Regions from separate parts of the Columba livia genome. Here region 2 is linked to region 1. Evidence: chromatin contacts called from public Hi-C data. All regions are on one chromosome and are shown on one strand. The core of a region is the stretch at or near the end of the contact, and the rest is flanking DNA. Distances in the headings are between cores, read along the strand shown. Region 1 holds the start of CD164L2 (CD164 molecule like 2). Region 2 has its middle 6.9 kb from the start of WASF2.

Evidence for each region. Hi-C and Micro-C count contacts between places; a contact is called where the count stands out from the background.
Region 2: a contact with region 1 is called in a Hi-C map of crop, with 1.4 times the contacts expected there. The contact joins the enhancer-like site here to the promoter of CD164L2 in region 1.

What each region holds. Positions count from the first base shown.
Region 1 is chr26:5,309,531-5,313,758 of bColLiv1.pat.W.v2, forward strand. It overlaps CD164L2 (CD164 molecule like 2), which reads right to left and starts at 2,264. Exons shown (of 6, transcript XM_065041942.1): 1 at 2,034-2,264; 2 at 246-359. The coding sequence starts at 2,118. It overlaps GPR3 (G protein-coupled receptor 3), which reads left to right and starts at 3,574. Exons shown (of 2, transcript XM_065041941.1): 1 at 3,574-3,780.
Region 2 is chr26:5,358,874-5,363,101 of bColLiv1.pat.W.v2, forward strand. No RefSeq gene overlaps it. Among named protein-coding and RNA genes, the nearest start is that of WASF2, 6.9 kb to the left of the region's middle. Within about 2 kb of position 2,063, at least 1 of the 3 cell types and tissues checked has an H3K27ac peak away from gene starts, as active enhancers do.

The sequences.
Region 1 (4,228 bases), core at 1,014-3,513:
GCAGGCATCCATCCAAGGGGCTGTGAGCTGGGCTTGCATCTGCACCCTTGCAGGGAAGAGCCCAAAAAAGGGCTTTATAAGCCACTGGCTCTCTCACATCTCCATCACTTGGTGCTCCTCTACCCATGGGGTGAGATTGGCCTTCAGCATGGAAAGCCACTGAGACAAGGCACCCAAGGGTGCTGAGCCCAAGGCTCAAGGCTGGTGGCCCCCCATTGTCCCCCCGCATGTCCGAATCCTCTCACCTGGCTCCTCGGGGGTCCCGCAGCCCACCCAGACGCAGCCGCTGACGTTGTGCGGTGCTGTGCCAGCCGTGCATGTCTCGCAGGACCTCAGCTCGCTGCACTCTCCTGCCGAAGCTGGGACAGGGGGAGGGCAGGGTCACCATCCGGCCCCCCATCAGCCGGGCTCGGGGCTGCACCCCCTGCTGCACGGAGGAGGATTTCTCCCAATGCAGGGTAAGGGGTGATGGCACCTCTCACAGCACCAAATGCATTAACAGACCCGTCCCAGCCAGCTGTGGGTGTTTGTAGCATCACCAGCTCTCCGCAGAGGGGACACCCCACAGCACCCACGGCCACCCAGGCTCCCCCCATCACCCACAGTGGTCCACAGGGCCCCTCCGGCCTTGGATCTTCTGGTGGAGGCTTAAAAGAAACAAGGCAGCAGCACCAGCCCAGCTGCTCCCAGCAGCCCCAATGGGGTTATTTAAGCCCCATTGCCCCTCCAAACCATTCCATGGGACATCCCCTTTTCCCCATTGCCCTGGCAATGGCAGTGAGGCACTTGGGCGTTCCTGGAGCTGCTCTGCCATGAGCTCTTCCCCCCCCCACGCTCATCATTAATTTACAGGCTGCCTGGCAGCGAGGGAGGCTGCAACAGCGAGCTGCGGCCGGGCCCTGCTGCTCCTCGCTGCGTCCCACGCCTGCGTTTGCACCATCCCGGGACGGAGCCAAGAGCCGTTCCCCACCCTGGGCACGTCTCCAGGCTCTCAGGGGACACACAACCCCCGCAGGACTCGCAGGAGGGTGCTGGGGGCTGGGACCCCCCTGGCCTGGCTCCCCATGTGTCTCGGCCACACAGGGACCCAACTTGGCCTTGTGGTTGGCTTTGCTGCGCCCCATCCCCACCAGCAGTGCTTTGCAGAGGGCTCCCCACCACACCATATCCCTTTGGGGTGGGCACCTCCAGCCCACCCCACCCCCAGCTTTTAGGGTCCTCCTGGCTGCTCAGGCCATATCCAGCTGAATCCAGAGGCCCCTTCCTTGCCCCGGTGCCCCCACAGTGAAAGCAAAGGTAGTGTAAGGCATGCGGCGGGATGCTGCAGACCCATTGCCATGGCTACGGCGTGGTGGGCACGACGCTGGGCCCCCCCTCCAGCATTTAGAGACCTGCCGGGAACCAATGGGAAAGTAGGACTTTGTTCGCAAGGGTTTCAGGCAGGTTTATAATTTAAGTTATTTTTATCGCAGCAGGCACAGGAACAGACGTTTGAGCCCAACGTTGTCAACTCCCGCTCCTGCCGTCAGGTGTGAGGAGCGAGAAGGAAACAAACGGGGGGCAGTGGGGCTGGCTGAGGGCAGCCCCGTCCCGATGGGTGCTCCAGGAACACGCGTGGGTCCCGGTGGGACGGGTCAGGGTGGAAAAGTCTCCCGTGAACAGCGGGGGTTGGAGAAGGGGAGCAGAGGCAAGCCTGGGGTTTGCATAATTGATGCCCAGAGTTGCACCCCGGGCAGGAGGTGACGGCTCCACTCCCTGCTCCCCCAGCACAGAAACCGCCACAAACCACGAGTTCCCTCCGCTTTTTGGAGAGGAAGCCAGACCCTGCACCCCATTTGTCCCACATCAGCTCAGGGCACCCCTCCTGGCTCTGGGGGTCCCAGCCCCCCCGGTTGGGAGCAGGAACAGGGACCCTTCTCCCCCCAAACCGGGGCCAGCCGAGGGAACGGGGCTCTCCCGGTCCCATCACGGGAAAAGGGGTCACGGGCAAAGTTCCCCCCGCCCCCGGGCGCCCCCCGCGTCCCCGGCCGTACCTGCGCGGGTGGGTTCGGGCCCCTGCGCACACAGCAGCGCGCACAGCAGCGCGCAGCGCAGCGTCCCGGTGCACGGCGGGGCCATGGCCCGGCCCGGCTACGCTCGACTTAGCCAGGCTCAGCTCAGCCCGGTCCCAGCGGGAGGTGTCGGCTGCGGCGCCGCGGAGCTCCCGGGAGAGCGGAGCGGAGGCACGGGCACATGCGCGCCCGCGGGAGGCGGCCCCGGGGGCGGGGGGGGGGCGGGGAGGGGCGGCCCCGCCTTGTCCCGCCCCGCCCCGGGGGGCCCGGTCCATGACGGGGTCCCGCTCCGGGGTGCGCGCCCCCCTCCATCCCCCACCGCCTGCGCTCTGCCCGGGCCTGGGAAAGACGGGGTTGCTCCGGTCTCGGGGGTCCAGGCACTGCACCCCCAGCACGCCCTGCTCCGCTGCACTGCACACCCTGCACTGCACACCCTGCACTGCACACACCGCACACCCCGCACACTGTGCGTGCACTGCACACCCTGCACTGCACACACCGCACACACTGCACACTGTGTGTGAATTGCACGCCCCGGACATTTCGCGCACTGCACACTGTCTGAGCACCGCACACCGTGCGCTCACCGCACACCGTGCGCTCACTGCACTCACTGCATGCACACAGCCCGCCGAACACCCTGCACACCGCACACGCACTGCACGCACTGCCCCTACTCTGTCCGCACACCCGACGCGCACCGCACCCGTACCGCAGCCGCCCCGCCGCACCCCCCAGCCCCCGCACCCCCAGCCCCCTCCCCGGGCTGCAGCGAGTTCCTCCGCCGGTCCCGGCCCCTCCCGAGACGCGGCCGCAGCCGGCGGAGATGCGGGGGGGGGGGGCGGCCCCACCGGGACCCGGGGCCGTCGCGGCTGAGTTCAGCACCGCGAACAGCTCCGGCCGGGCCGAACCGGGCCGGGCCGAACTGGGCCGGGAGCCCTGGCCGTTCCCCGCTGGGGCGGCCGCAGCTCCGCCCGGGAGCACCGGGGGCTCCTGACACCCTGGCGGGGGCAGGTTGCTCGAGAAGCCCTGGAACGCACCGGGCTTCGAGGAACCGGGGCGGGGAGAGTCCCGGCAGGGTCCCGGGGGTGCGCACGCCTTCCCCTTCCTCCTTCCCCAGGGTGGGGGCTCCCTGCCAGCCACTCTTCCCGCAGCGCCCCCGGCCGGGCCAGACCTTCCCGGTTCTCCGGGCGATGAATTATTCAGGCCCGCGTGGGAAAGTCGGCCCGCTGGGACCCGCTCCTGAAGCGGAGGTGGGGGCTGCGCACGCCCGGCTGTGCGGGGGGCGGAGGAGGACCCAACTTCGTCCCCCACGCTGTCCTCCGAGCCGCCTCCTCCATGCCCACCGTGCAAAGCGGAGCCCCCAGATCTCTGCCAGGGGGGGCGAGGGAAGCCGGCTCCCCCCTCCTCTGCAAGGACGTGGCGGGGGGACCCGGGCTGGGGGTGTCCCGGGGGTGGCGTGGGATGGGGGGGGGGGGGGGGGCTGTTTTTATGAATGAGCTGCTCCATGCCCGGCGCGATTACTATGCGGCGCGCGCGCGCCCGCTCTGCCTCTCGGGGCGCTGATTGGCTCCGACGCGCCATTGACGTCACAGCGGGGAGAACGGGGCTTGGGGGGGGGGCACGGTGGTGAGTCACCCCCCCGCACCCCCAGCCCCCCGGCGGGGCTCGGTCACTATAACTCGGCGGCGCCCATGGCAGCGGGACCCCAGCCCGAGCATCCCGGCAGGTGAGTGCCTGGCACCCGGGGGGGGACACGGACACCGGGGGGGCACTGGGGAGAGGGGAACACGGACATCGGGGGGTAGCGGGAGGATGTGTGACCCCACTTGGCTATGGGAAGGAGGGCGAGGGGCAGCCGTGCCCCCCACCTCGCCCCCCGGGGGCTGTGCTGCCTGTGAGTGCCCCAGGAGGGGCAGAACCTCCCCAAGGCGAGTTGGGGTCCCCCCGGTTGGGGGGCGCATGGCGGGGCCGGGAGGGCGCCCCTCCCTCCCCGGCGGGGTGTCGGTTCCGGGAGGGCAGGGCCACCCCCTTCACCTGCTGCTTGGGATCCCCGAAGCTCTCGGGGGGGTGGGGGGTGAAGCGGGGCCGGTGCTGCCCCCCTGCATTTATCCGCCAAAATCACGCCGTGCACAAGCCCCAGCAGATAAGGCAGGAGCGGAAGAGCAGGGGTTCCC
Region 2 (4,228 bases), core at 813-3,312, 49 kb after region 1:
GGTCACGAGCTCACCCTTGCCAGCTGCACTCGAGGTGGCTCTCAGCACCCCTGGGGCACAGCGTCACTCCCCACACCAAACCACAGGGACAGTCCCCCCAGAGCTGGGGTGTCACCATGTCCCCACGGGGGCGACGGTCCCCACCGTCCCAGGGGACTGAAGAAGAGCTGCCATTTCCTCTGCTCCGGGCAGAGCAAAAACCTCCAAAACTGTGTCCCACATGTGGCTTGCAGGCGAGGTGGCTCCCCAGGGACCCGGTGGCCTTGTGTCACCCCACTGTGCTCCCCTGGCAGCCCCCCCAGACCCCCATTCCGGGCAGGGGCAGCCCCAGTGCCTGCAGGAGCCATCCCAGTCCCAATCCCAGTCCCAGTACCAATCCCAGCCCCAGTCCCAGTCCCAGTCCCAGTCCCAGTCCCAATCCCAGCCCCAGCCCCAGTCCCTGTCTCAGTCCCAGTCCCAGTCCCTGTCCCTGTCCCTTTCCCCGTCCCAGCCCCAGTCCCTGTCTCAGTCCCAATCCCAGTCCCTGTCTCAGTCCCAGTTCCAGTTCCAGTCCCTGTCCCTGTCCCTTTCCCAGTCCCAGTCCTTGTCCCAGTCCCAATCCCAGTCCCAGTCCCAGTACCAATCCCAGTCCCAGTCCCTGTCTCAGTCCCAGTCCCAATCCCAGCCCCAGCCCCAGTCCCTGTCTCAGTCCCAGTCTCAGTCCCAGTCCCTGTCCCTTTCCCAGCCCCAGTCCCTGTCTCAGTCCCAGTTCCAGTCCCTGTCCCTGTCCCAGTCCCAGTCCCAGTCCCCATCTCAGTCCCTGTCCCTTTCCCAGTCCCAGTCCAGCCCAGACGGGGGGTGAATCTCTGCTCCAATTCAGCAGAGTTCCCTAGCAAAGGAGGTTTCTTCCTTTTTTTCTTCCCCCTCAGTGATAACAAATAATAACATAATCCCCTTAATCCGTCCCCGAGGAGCCGGCGCACACCCGGCCGGGAAGCACCGGTGCTTCTGCCGCCGCTGATAACTCGCACCGCCAGGGCCCCGCGACAACCGATGCTTCGGCTCACGCTCTGCCCACCAAAACCCCACATGCTGCCACTTGGCCCCCCTGCCCTCCCCAGCACCCCCAGAGCCCCCTCCAGCCCCACTGCCAGCCTGGGGGGATCTCAGCATCACTCCTTCCCATGGGGCACGGCCACCAAGACCCCACAGAGCCCCCAGTTGCCCCTTCCCCAAAGGGGACATGTTTGGGACCCCACCTGGGGACACTTCCCCCCCAGGCTCCTGCTCAGGGACATGGTGAAGTCCCTGGAGACTGAGCCCCATGGGTGCCCTCCCCTCCCGCCCTTCTGGTCCCCATGGGAATCCCCCGGGTGCCTCCACCCCAGGTGGGGCCGGAGTGCCCCCTGACACCCCCCAGCTGTGCCCTACGCTTTGGTTTAGGAGCAGCCAGGGTCCCCAGGGTGCTGGCACAGATCCCGCACCCCCCACTCCATCACGGGGTGCCAGGAAGGAACCCAGGCGTCCGGCTGCCAAATCCCCCTCCCTTCACAGGGACCCCAGTGTGCCCTTTCACCACGGGGTGGGCACACAGCCCACCCCCCCACACACCATCATCATCCAGCAAATATTAATAACAACCCCTTTGCTTTTATTCCCTGGCTTTCCTGGCCCCTGCTCTGCTGAGCTCAGCTCCTCCGGCTCCAAAACGCCTTTTGAAATTACTGGAGAGTGGAGACCTCTGCAAACGCTCTGCCCCCCCGGCCCCCGCCGCCCCCTCCGCGCCGGCACCCACAGCACCCGTGTGCCGCGCGGGAGCGGGTGCCATCCGCCCCGGTGATTTAAAAGGCGCCAGGCTGGGCTTGATTAAAACCAAGTAAAAAGCCAGAGCCAGGGCAGAGAGGGGGATTAGATCGCTCGAGGGAATGTTAATGGACTCCAGAGCTTTCTGCCCGGCCGGCAGCTGGGTCGCATCCAGCGCGGGGTGGCTGGGGACGGGCCCTGCGGCGGGTGCGCCGAGCGCGCCGGGGCTCAGCTGGACGCGGGGCGCACGGGGAGCCCGAGCTGCGGTGGAGGATGGAGCGGGGACAGGGCTGGGGGGTGGAAATATCTTCCCAGGGCCTGGCTCTTCCTCTGGGAATAGCCGGGGTGGTCTGGTGCTCCAGCTGGGCTCTGCGCCGCCCCCGCTGCCGGCGCGGGAGGCTGAGCCCGCGGAGGGGACACGGCACAGCAGGCCTGGGGCATCGCCAGCACCCCAGGTCCCCTCCCTGGCTGTCCTGGGCGGGGCAGCGGCCCCTGTAGACGTGGGGGGCTGCAAAAGGGGCTGTTTGCCAGGGTGCTCATGGTGGGAAGGGCTGGGGTGACGGCTGGGTGCCGGTGTTGGGATGGGGTGCTGGCATTGGGATGGGGTGCCGGGGCCCCCCCGCCACAAGATGCTCCCCACCCCGGCTGCCAGATGCAGTGGATTGCAGGTCTGACGTGGGAAATCGCCTCCCTTCCTCGTTAGCTTGTGATTAGCATGTCAAGTGGTTGAAGTTGGTGGGTATAAAGGATGCGAGCTAAGAATAATGGCTTCAATTTTCTTCACGGCACAGCCATTAATTTGAAGGAGAAGGGGGTGTCCAAACCTCCTCGGGCAGTTCCAGGGTGCTGCCGCTGCCTCCCCGGCCCCAACCGTGGGGCTGGGGTGGGTGACGTGGCCCTCGCCCCTCTCCGGGTGCCGATGGGCAGCGGCAGAGCTGGGTGCTGGTGTGAGCTCGGCACCGGCACGGGCATCCCGTGTGCTTCCCTGTGCTGGGGCGATGGTGCAACCGGGAGCGGGTGTGCAACACGTGTGCACCCACACACCCCGTCCTCTGCCCCCACATGGCCAGGAACAGGGCATTTCCCCAGCCTTGTCCCCCCGGTCTGTCCCCATGCGCTGGGCAGGGGGAGGAGGGCAAATTCCTGCCGTGTTTCCAAGGGAATGGAAAAACGTCGAAATGGCCGCAGAGCTGCCTTTTCCTGGCACATGCCGGATCCCGGCAGTGGCGCAATGAGCTGCACTCCCCGTGGCAAAGCTCTGGTTCACTGTGGCTCCGGGGTCACTGCGGCTCTGGGGTCACTGCTCTGCCGGTACCCGGGATGTGGAGCATCCTCCATCCCGTCGTCCCGCACCATCCCCAGCTCCAAGCACCATCGCCGGCTCCGGCATTGTTAGCACCACCAGAGGCCAGAAACCTCTTCCCAGCAAAGCTGCTTAATTAATACCACCATTTTCCAGCCCGAGGAAGCAGCGTGGCCGGGCAGGTACAGCCAGGCACCCACAGACCAGGCTCTCCCTATTCACCCCATGTCACCCTGGGCACCTGCCCCAGGTGTCCCCTCAAGCATCACCCAGACACCTTCAATAAGCCAGTGCTGTACAGAATCAAGAAGCAGCAAACCAACCATTTCCCCACCAAATTTCGAAGGCTTTTCTCCCTTTATTTTACCTCCACCCCCCCACGCCGGCTCTGCTGGCAAAACCCCGGCGAGCGCCGGGCCTGGCAGTGGCGGCGGTGCTGGGCTGTGCTGATAAACCCCCAGCAATCAGCCCAATCACCAGGCTTTTCAGGCTCAGAAACGGCGCACGCTGCTTGATAGATTTAATTGAGTCTTAAAAAAATGTAATAAATAAATAAAATCAAGCTGTGCTCCGAGCAGCCGGCACTGCCCGGCGAGATGCGGCCGTGCCAGGCGGTGTCTGCAGGCAGGATTTACCTTCCTGGGGGGTGGAAATTGCACCCACCTTAACAGGGTGTTCATCAGCCCACAATGGATTTAATCTTCCTGCGCTGCTGCTTTTGCCCACCTGAAACGAGACGAAAAATGACGGGAAAAGAGCAAATTTGATGCTTGCGGGAAACGTCATGTTGGAGGCAAGGGGACGGTCATGCACCCCCAAAAGACCCCCCCGGGGGTCCCGCACCTGTGGGGCGGGTGCAGGGTACAGCGGTCCCCCCGCCGCCTCCCCGTGCCTCAGTTTCCCCGTTGAGTGTTGTCGCAGTCAGGGTTGCTTGGAGCCCTCCGAGGGGGGCGCACAGCACCCGGGTGGCCCCCCCCACAGGATCCCCTGTCACCCCCGCCGGTCCCCAGGCACCAGTGGGACCCCAGCGTGGGGGCAGCATCCTCTGCGGGACCCCCCTCCATCGCTCCCCCAGCAGCATCTCCCCCAGCTTACCTAAGGGGTGCAGGGGGCACAGAGCAGTAACAGCCCCCCCAGTTTGGC